2 separate regions of the Sus scrofa genome follow, and region 2 is linked to region 1. A link is a contact called in public HiChIP or PLAC-seq data. All regions are on one chromosome and are shown on one strand. Each heading gives the region's core, a stretch centred on a gene start, on an enhancer-like site or on the middle of the called end of the contact. The rest is flanking DNA. Distances are from core to core; before and after follow the strand shown. Region 1 overlaps DERL1 (derlin 1). Region 2 overlaps ZHX2 (zinc fingers and homeoboxes protein 2).

Region 1 (4,277 bases), core at 1,747-4,246:
GGTTAGCTGATTTCCCATCTTTCAAATTAATAAATGCAGTCACGGAACAGCTAAGAAAATGTAAGCCTGGACCTCCACATTCTCAAAAGTTTTTCCAGCTATTTCCCTTCCTTAACGATTAGTCAACTGAGAATGTATTTTAACCCATTCCACTTATCAGATGCTCATGTCTAAATGTTTTGGTTTGAAAGCAAAGACCGTGAGCTGGGACCACTGTTTAAACTCCTCATGGCACCGAGAGCAGGCAGGCGCGAGGTGTGACCTGCCCACAGCAAGAGGCCTGCCGAGCTCACCCTTGTCACAGCGTTTCCCTTACACAAGGCGCTTCAGGTTTATCGGCTCATCTCATCTCCTCGTCCGCCCTGTGAGGCAGCCACTGCGATCACCCCATCTCACAGAGGTGAAAACTGAGGCAAGACTGAGCAAAGGTCTTCTAAAGTGACAGTCGGGATTCGAGGCCAGGCGGCCTGGCTCTGGAGCTGGCACCCTGCACATGTGCCCACACCTCACGCTCCCACAGGGACACAGAGGGCGCCGTTCAGGCGACCGTGACTGGACCCTTCATGGGTCTGCATCATCCCTGTCAGCGGCAGCCTCCCTCCCCTCCAGCAACAAACCCCGTTTAAACAGAAAAATAACCGTGCACAGAAGAGGGTCTGTCTACGTTTCTACGTGGGATGCAGAATCGTGATACGTCTTAGAATTCTGTAGCTCACGTCTTCCTTTTTAAACAAATACAGTTTTATCATTCCATCAACATGTATTTGCAAGCGCCGGTTTCCCAACATTCATGCCGTTCTGGCACAATAACGTGCCTCCGAAGTATATAATAAATCAGGAGACTTAAAAAAGGCAACGCGAGGGCTGTCTTGCTTTGCTTCTTACTCTGAGACAATATGGAAGCCATCTCCAGGGCTTCAACAGATAGGGAAATTAAATGCAAGTAATTAGTATAAAAAGATACCCAATTATACATAATCAACAAAGATTTATGGTAATTTCAAAGCAGTTACTGCCTGTGCAAGGAGCTACATTTTGTCATCTGATCTTTATGCAAAATTTAACAGAAGGGCTTCTACCAACGGGGAAAGCTCAAGGGGAAGACGGACGCCAGCGTGCTGTTGATTTTGCCACTAGACTCCCATAGACGTTCTTGTCCACAACCGAGAAATCTCTCCAAGCCATGAAGACGACGGCCTTTTAAAGTAAAATCACCCTCGGCTGTCCCCACAAAGCAACAAGTGTTTGTTTTTTTTAATTGATGCATCTGCCATCCCACCTGATAAACCAAGATGAAAAATCCAAACCTGCTGTGATCGTGTGCTTTGACAATTACAAAGCAGATCGGTCATCTGGGTTTGGGAAGGCGACTCAAGGCTTGGAAGGGAAATGAATCTCTTTTTACGTTTTTAATGAAAAAAATAAAACCAGCAGTTCCTGCTGTGGCGCAGTGGGGTCAAGAATCTGACTGCAGTGGCTCGGGTCACAGAAGAGGTGCAGGTTTGATCCCTGGCTCCGGGCAGTGGGTTAAAGGATCCAGTATTGATATCTGCAGCTCGGATTCAATCCCTGGCCAGGGAACTTCCATATGCTGCAGGTGTGGCCATTTAAAAAAACAAACCTTCCAATACATACATACACACACACACACACACACACACACGCAGGCACGCAGGCACGCGCACACACACCAACAGTATCTCACACACACGTACAACAACAGTGTACTTCCCTGTTTGTATATTTTATCTCAAGAAGTCTTTCAAAAACCTTCCTCTAACCTAGGAAAGAGGGGTGGAGGGGTGCCTACTCAAGTTGTACTGCCCTCATTGGCCCCTTGGAAGAATGACAAACTGCAAAACATTAATATGAGCAGGACATGAAAATGGTTTTTCGCTTTTTTTTTTTTTTTTTTTAAGCTTTTAAATGCAAGCTATTATCGCATATGCACGAGTGGAGATGAGGCGTGATTGTGAGGCCGGCGGTGACACCCAGATGGCAATGTCACTGGTCCCTTCCTCAGCAGCCTTTCGCTTCACTGACAGAGGGGTCACACCGCTTACAGGCTTAAGCGTGTCAGCATCTCTTTGAGCTCGTGGGAAGCCCGTCCTCCCAGCCCCAACTTCAGGAGCGAGGCTGAGAGCCTGCATTTGCAGAATGCCCACTGCGGTGCAGGTCTCACCTCCTGCACGTCTCACCTCCTGCAGGGCCTCCCCCCGACTCACGGACCTGGAGCATTTACTCCGTCACTTCCCCAGTATCAAAGTTGGTACAGGAGGGGAACAGGACTCCAGGCCAGGTCTGCCCCCAAACCAAAGCTGGGCCCTCGGCATCCTGACCTTTGCACATCCTGCGGGGAGACAGGGTACAAGAACAGCCTCCGGGGCAGGACTATACATGCCTCGGGTCTCTGTGTGTAACTCTGAAAAGTCCTTTCAGGATTCTAGCCTAGGGAATTCCTGCTGTGGCTCAGCAGTAACAAAGCTGACCAGTATCCATGAGGACGCAGGTTCAAGCCCTGGCCTTGCTCCGTGAGTTAAGGATCCAGCATTTGCTGTGGTATAGGTCACAGTTTCAGCTCAGATCCAGCATTGCTGTGGCTGTGGTATAGGCCGGCAGCTGTAGCTCCGATTCAACCCCTAGCCTGGGAACTTCAACATGCCGCAGGTATGGCCCTAAAAAGCAAAAAAAAAAAAAAAAAAAGCATTCTAATCTCTACTACTGAATACACAAATTGTTTTAGGCTGCTAACAATGAGCCCACTTACCCTCTTACCCCTTCCTCAGCCAAAATCTTGGCTAAAACCGTGGTCACCCTGTCACCCTGGTCCCTTGCTGTGCACACAGGTGCCTGCCTGCTCAGCAGGGCCCTCAGCTCCCTGAGATGCCAGAATCTGGGCTCAGTGGCCCCTGGCTACCAGGGCTCCAGGAGGCCAGGCCGAGGCCTTGAGCCCTGGCTTCCTGTGCCTGTGTGACCCGGGCAACGCCCTTGTTGGCTTGTATTCTTCCATCAGACAAAGAGGGAAATCCTACCCCTCAGGGAGTTTTTATCAGGGCGCAGAAGAACTTGGGCGGTTAAAACGATTGCTGAAAAAGAGGAAGAAACACTTACAAAAACTGAGGCGTGGACAGAAAGTTTCTTCCTCCCAAGTCCATTGGGTATCTGAACATGAGGAAGAAATAAAGGTGTCCAACGAGATTTCCGATAAGCTCGTTGATGACCCTGCGGACAGAAAGCCAAGAGTTTAAAGACGGTCGAGTAGTAAAGTGAGAGGCCCCAAGTTTTAACTAAGAGCACAGGGCTCAGATCCTTCGAGACCGCCCATTTCTGGGCCCTGGGAGTCGGTGACAGCTCGACAGTGAGCCCTGTCATCGTCTGAGTGGCGAACGCATCCTGAATGAGACGGGACGTCCATCCTGCTGGACCAGCGCGGCCTGTGCTCTTCAAGGCCAGCTGCTCCTCTGACATCTCTTTCAAGCCCCAGCCCATCCTCAAAATACGGTTTTTGCTACTTCCGGCCTCCAAGGTTGGGGGAGCTGCAAAGCAAGCTTCTGAATGCTACCAGATGTGAACACCGCATTTGCAAAATGGCAGATGTGAGGGCGGGCAAGAGAGACGCAGGGACGGAAAGGAGGGAGCGTCCATGTCCACTCCCCTCTTCCAGACACGGACCCAGGGCTCATTTGCCTTTGCCCTTGTGTCCCTGACTGTGAGACATCATAGCGATCACCTTGGAAAGCTGACCTTCACCTTGTAATCCTGGATTCACAGATCCACTCCTACATAGCCTCCCGTCTTCACCTCTAGGGGACTCCTGTTGTAGGAAATCAGTGTCTACACCTCCTCCCAGACCTGACTGCTCTTCTGGCCGCAGGGCAGTTCTACCGAGCTTGCTCTGCTCTAAACAGAGTCTGTGTACTCGACTCATTCCCTCCCTCCTATGGATGCAGTTCAAGTCAGGACCACACGGAGCAAAGACGTCAGGTGTATTAAGCACTAGTACTATCATAAAACCGAAACAGACTCACAGACACAGCAAATAAACGTATGGCTACCAAAGCGGGGGGAGATGGGAGGGAGAAGCATAAATGAGGAGTTTGGGATTAGCAGATACAAACGACTCTATAAAAAATACATCAACAAGATCCCACCGGAGAGCACAAGGGACTGTATTCAGTATCTTGTGATAAGCCATAATGGAAAAGAATACCAAAAAATGTATGTACATGTATATATATGTATGTATGCATAACTGAATCACTTTGCTGTATAACAGA
Region 2 (4,086 bases), core at 1,584-4,083, 110 kb before region 1:
GTTTCACCTGAGGTGGAAATTATGCAGGCAGCTTAGTGCAGATCGGAGGGAAAGACAAAAATAAGGTGGTGTCAGCAAGTCCAGGGCTCATAATTCCCTGCCCCTGCTGCTGAACTCGCTGCGTTGGTAGCAAGGGCGAGGTGGGCTGGGTGCAGAGCCTGGTGAAAACTAACGTCGTGTCAGGTTTAGCCTTTTTGGAAAAGGGTGTAAAGAGAAAAACAGACAGCAGACATTTGTTCTGATTTTTAGCAGAGACGTGAATGGTTTGGGAGCCTTCAGCACATCAAGCTTTTCCCTCTGCCCTCCCAACCTAGAGAGGGAGGGGCAGGGGGCGCTCAGGGAGCAGGAGGATGATCCTGGAAACCAGTTTATGGTTGAAATGACTTCTCTTCATCACACTTGTGGGTTCCAGTTTCTGAGCCTCAAAAGTATGTTGGTCCTTCATTTCATCCCAGTGCTGGCTTTAAGATGGTTGTTTTGAAGTTCCCATCATGGCTCAGTGGAAACGAATCTGGCTAGTACGCATGAGGACACAGGTTTAATCCCTGGCCTCGCTCAGTGGGTTAAGGATCTGGCATTGCCATGAGCTGTGGTGCAGGTCACAGACGCAGCTTGGATCTGGCGTTGCAGTGGCTGTGGCGTAGGCTGGCAGCTACAGCTCCAATTCGACCCCTAGCTGGGAACTTCCATATGCCACGGATGCGGCCCTAAAAAGACAAAAAGAAACAAAATAAGATGGTTGTTTTCAGAGGTTCATAGATGGAAGCTGGCAGCTGTCAATGAGGGCACAGTGTCACAGTCAGGTACCTACTCCCTTGCACACTCTACTCTTCCTCCTCCAGGAAGCAGCGGGGATTGTCATCCATCCCTGCAAAGGAGGCTCTGAGGTTCCGAATGAAAAGCCATGCATGTCTGCATCCAGAGAGCGTGCAGGCTCAATTATTAGCCTTCTCCTGGTGGACTGGAATTGCTCTGCCATAAGGCACTGCTTCTTGCACATCCTGCCTGCCGATTTTAAGTATTGATCATTTTCATGATGATGGATGTATTCCCAGGAATATTAGGGGCAAAAATAACGAGTGGTCAAGCCTGTGATAAGTATCTCTGCTTAGAATGATGCTAGAATTTAGAAAACAATTTTTTTTACTTTATTCTTTTAAATTTATTTTTTATTAGCGTATAATTGATTTGCAGTGTTACAAAACAGTTGTTTTTAATTATTAGGAAGCCTCCGGGTGGTGTTCGTCTAAGTCGGGCGTAACTCACAAGACCATGTGGTGCAGACCCAACTGAAGTCAGAGGAACCGCTCAAGAATGTGAGCATTTTTAGTTAACTTTTTTAAAACCGCCATGCATATGGTCGGTCTACCGCATTCCTCCCCCACCCCCCAATTTATCTCTCCTACTTCTGGAAGAATGGAAGAAAAATGTCAGCGTGCATCTGAATCATGTCGGGGTGTTCTAAAAACGTAGATCCCCCGTACGCTCACGGAGAGAGCCTAATTCAGCGGGTTTGAGGCGGTTTGCATTTAATAAGCTTCCCAAGTGGCTTTGTGGTAGGAGGCCCTGAAGACCTCACTTTGCAAAAGTTCTGTCTCGGAGCGTGTGCCCCAACCAAGGGTGGTTTTGCTTTGGCATGGAAGGCTCGCTTCTCTTTTTGCCCCCAGTGATGGATACCTGCTCTCCTGGAATGAAGTCTCATAAAACCTAATTTAATTGTCGAGTGATGCTTCCTCTTTAAAACCACTGGTCCATGCAGATTTGGGGGCTGCTAGGCTCATCAGGCTTTCTCAGCCTCAGCGTTGTTGGCATCTGGGGCTGGCTAATTCTCTGCTGTGACGGATTCTCCGGGCATTGTAGGGTGTGTGGCAGTACCCCGGCCTCTACCCACCAGATGCCAGTAGCAACCCCCTCCCCATCCTTGTGACAACCAAAAATGCCTTCCTTTGTTGCCAGGTGTCCTCTAGAGGGGACAGAATCATCCATCCTTGAGAACCACTGGGCTAACATGGTACCTTTAGCCACTTTGATACATCTTTCAAGTCCCAGCGGACTCAGGGGATGGCGCTGGGATGGGATTTGCTGGTCTTCTGCTACCAGGACTGAGTGACTTGGAAACTCAGCTCCCCAAATGTGAAAAATACACTCCGATAGGAACTATTCCTAGCTCTCGCCCTTGAATTTGTATTCTGTGCATGAAACTCCATGAGACGCCTTCAGCCTGGCATAAACCTCCTGAAGATCAGCTGCAAATTCAAGGGGCTTTGTGAAATGAGAATGTGGCTGGGACAGGGTGGGCGGCTGGTGGGCTGCACTTCCAGGAACCCAAATGCTCCAGTGGATTACAGGCTTCCCTTGTGCCAGCACTGCAATAGCTCTTGAGGGCAGCAAAACGAGTAAGATGGAGTTCTTCCCCACAAGGGGCTCATCAGGTCTATTAGAAGGAGTCAAGCCAGTGACTCAAGAGAGGCAGCGTCACATGATGGTCTTTTGCCACATTGCCTGACTTCACATCCTGCTGCCCACATACTCGCTGTGTGACTCTGGGCAAGTTACACAATTGCTGTGTGTCTCTGTTTCCTCAGCTGTAAATTGGGGTTAGAAGGGGTACCTACCCCAAGGAGTTATTTGGAGGGTTGTAGGCATTCATATAGGTAAGGCTCTTAGAACAGAGGGTGGCGCATACGACTGTGTTAGAAAGCCCAGTGGTAAAGCGTGGATCTTGCCATTAGGAGGCTTGGGCTGAAATCCTGGCTCTGACTCTTGTGAGCTTGAGCGAGTAAAGTGATCTCTCTGAGGCTCAAGTTCTCCATCCGTGAGGCGGGCAGTCATAGGACTTGCCCCATGCAGATGATGGCGATGACGAAAGGAGATGATCTCTGAGCAGCACATCCCCATCCAGCACGCAGGAGGCACTGGACAGCTCTTTAGTTGTTGTTGTTGTTGTTGTTTATTTAAAATGATTGATGTTATAAATGATTTTTTTAACCAAACTCATAAGAGACCAATAAGGGAAAAATAAGACTGCCAAGGGCCCAGACAATTGCATCTTTTTTTTTTTTTCTGTCTTTTCTAGGGCCACACCCATGGCATATGGAGGTTCCCAGGCCAGGGGTCTACACCACAGCCACAGCAACACAGGATGCAAGCCACACTGCGACCTACACCACACTTCACAGCAACACCGATCCTTAACCCACTGAGCGAGGCCAGGGATTGAACCCAAAACCTCATGGTTCCTCGTTGGATTCATTAACCACTGAGCCACGACGGGAGCTCCACAATGGCATCTTTAGGTCACTTCCTAGACTCTGAACAGAAGTGAAGATGGGAGGCTGGATTCCCAAGGCCGCCTGGGTGGGCACCAAGTCCACTCAAGGGAGGTGGTTCTGGGATTCACATCTGCATGGCCTCCAGCTGGAATCTATGGCCACAGCAGAGCTGCTCCTTGTCTCCAGGCTCCCTGGGCTTCCCCCAAGGCCAGGACACTCCTCCTAGTTGGATGACTGCTTCACGCAGCTCCCTTCTAAATTTATTCTTTATTTAGGTGTATTAATAACTCCAGTTATTAGTACAGACACTCCAAATCCTTCCTACTCTCCAGCTTCTGTCTTATCTGCATTTAAGATAACTTTGCCGATAGCTAATCTTATCTGCTTGATGCTAGGTTTTTATTTCATTCTCCGAATCCTTCCGTCAGATTCACACTGACAGGCAAGGGCCTTTAGTCACTGTTTCCCAAAAAGTATCTATCAGCTGTTTAGTGTGCAGCACGAGACAGAGTAAAATCAAGCATGACCCAGGCCTTTAATGAATTTAAAATCCAACTGAAGAGGTAAATGGCACATCTTCAGTAATTATCAATGTCCAGTATAAATGCCAAGTCCTAGGATGGCCTTCATTTTCAGCTGCAAGGTCTCATGGGAGAAAATGGGCATTGAGAAATGGGTCCTGGAGTTCCCGTCATGGCACAGTGGAAACGAATCCAACTAGGAACCATGAGGTGGTGGGTTTGATCCCTGGCCTCGCTCATTGGGTTAAGGATCCAGATTGCTGTGAGCTGTGGTGTAGGTCGCAGACGCGGCT

The links. HiChIP or PLAC-seq counts read pairs in DNA pulled down with a chosen protein or histone mark.
Region 2: an H3K27ac HiChIP or PLAC-seq map of alveolar macrophages shows a contact between it and region 1. The contact joins two enhancer-like sites. A contact is called at or near these places in 1 of 47 Hi-C or Micro-C datasets (epiblast stem cells) and 1 of 2 datasets of contacts at active chromatin or transcription factors (alveolar macrophages).

What each region holds. Positions count from the first base shown.
Region 1 is chr4:16,334,205-16,338,481 of Sscrofa11.1, reverse strand. It overlaps DERL1 (derlin 1), which reads right to left. Exons shown (of 8, transcript NM_001244479.1): 7 at 3,112-3,222. Among named protein-coding and RNA genes, the nearest start is that of DERL1, 26 kb to the right of the region's middle. Within about 2 kb of position 2,996, at least 2 of the 83 cell types and tissues checked have an H3K27ac peak or open chromatin away from gene starts, as enhancers often do. A contact at or near this core is called in alveolar macrophages, where this site is marked.
Region 2 is chr4:16,443,103-16,447,188 of Sscrofa11.1, reverse strand. ZHX2 (zinc fingers and homeoboxes protein 2) reads left to right here. Exons shown (of 5, transcript XM_021088974.1): 3 at 1,225-1,316. Among named protein-coding and RNA genes, the nearest start is that of ZHX2, 110 kb to the left of the region's middle. Within about 2 kb of position 2,833, at least 3 of the 83 cell types and tissues checked have an H3K27ac peak or open chromatin away from gene starts, as enhancers often do. A contact at or near this core is called in alveolar macrophages, where this site is marked.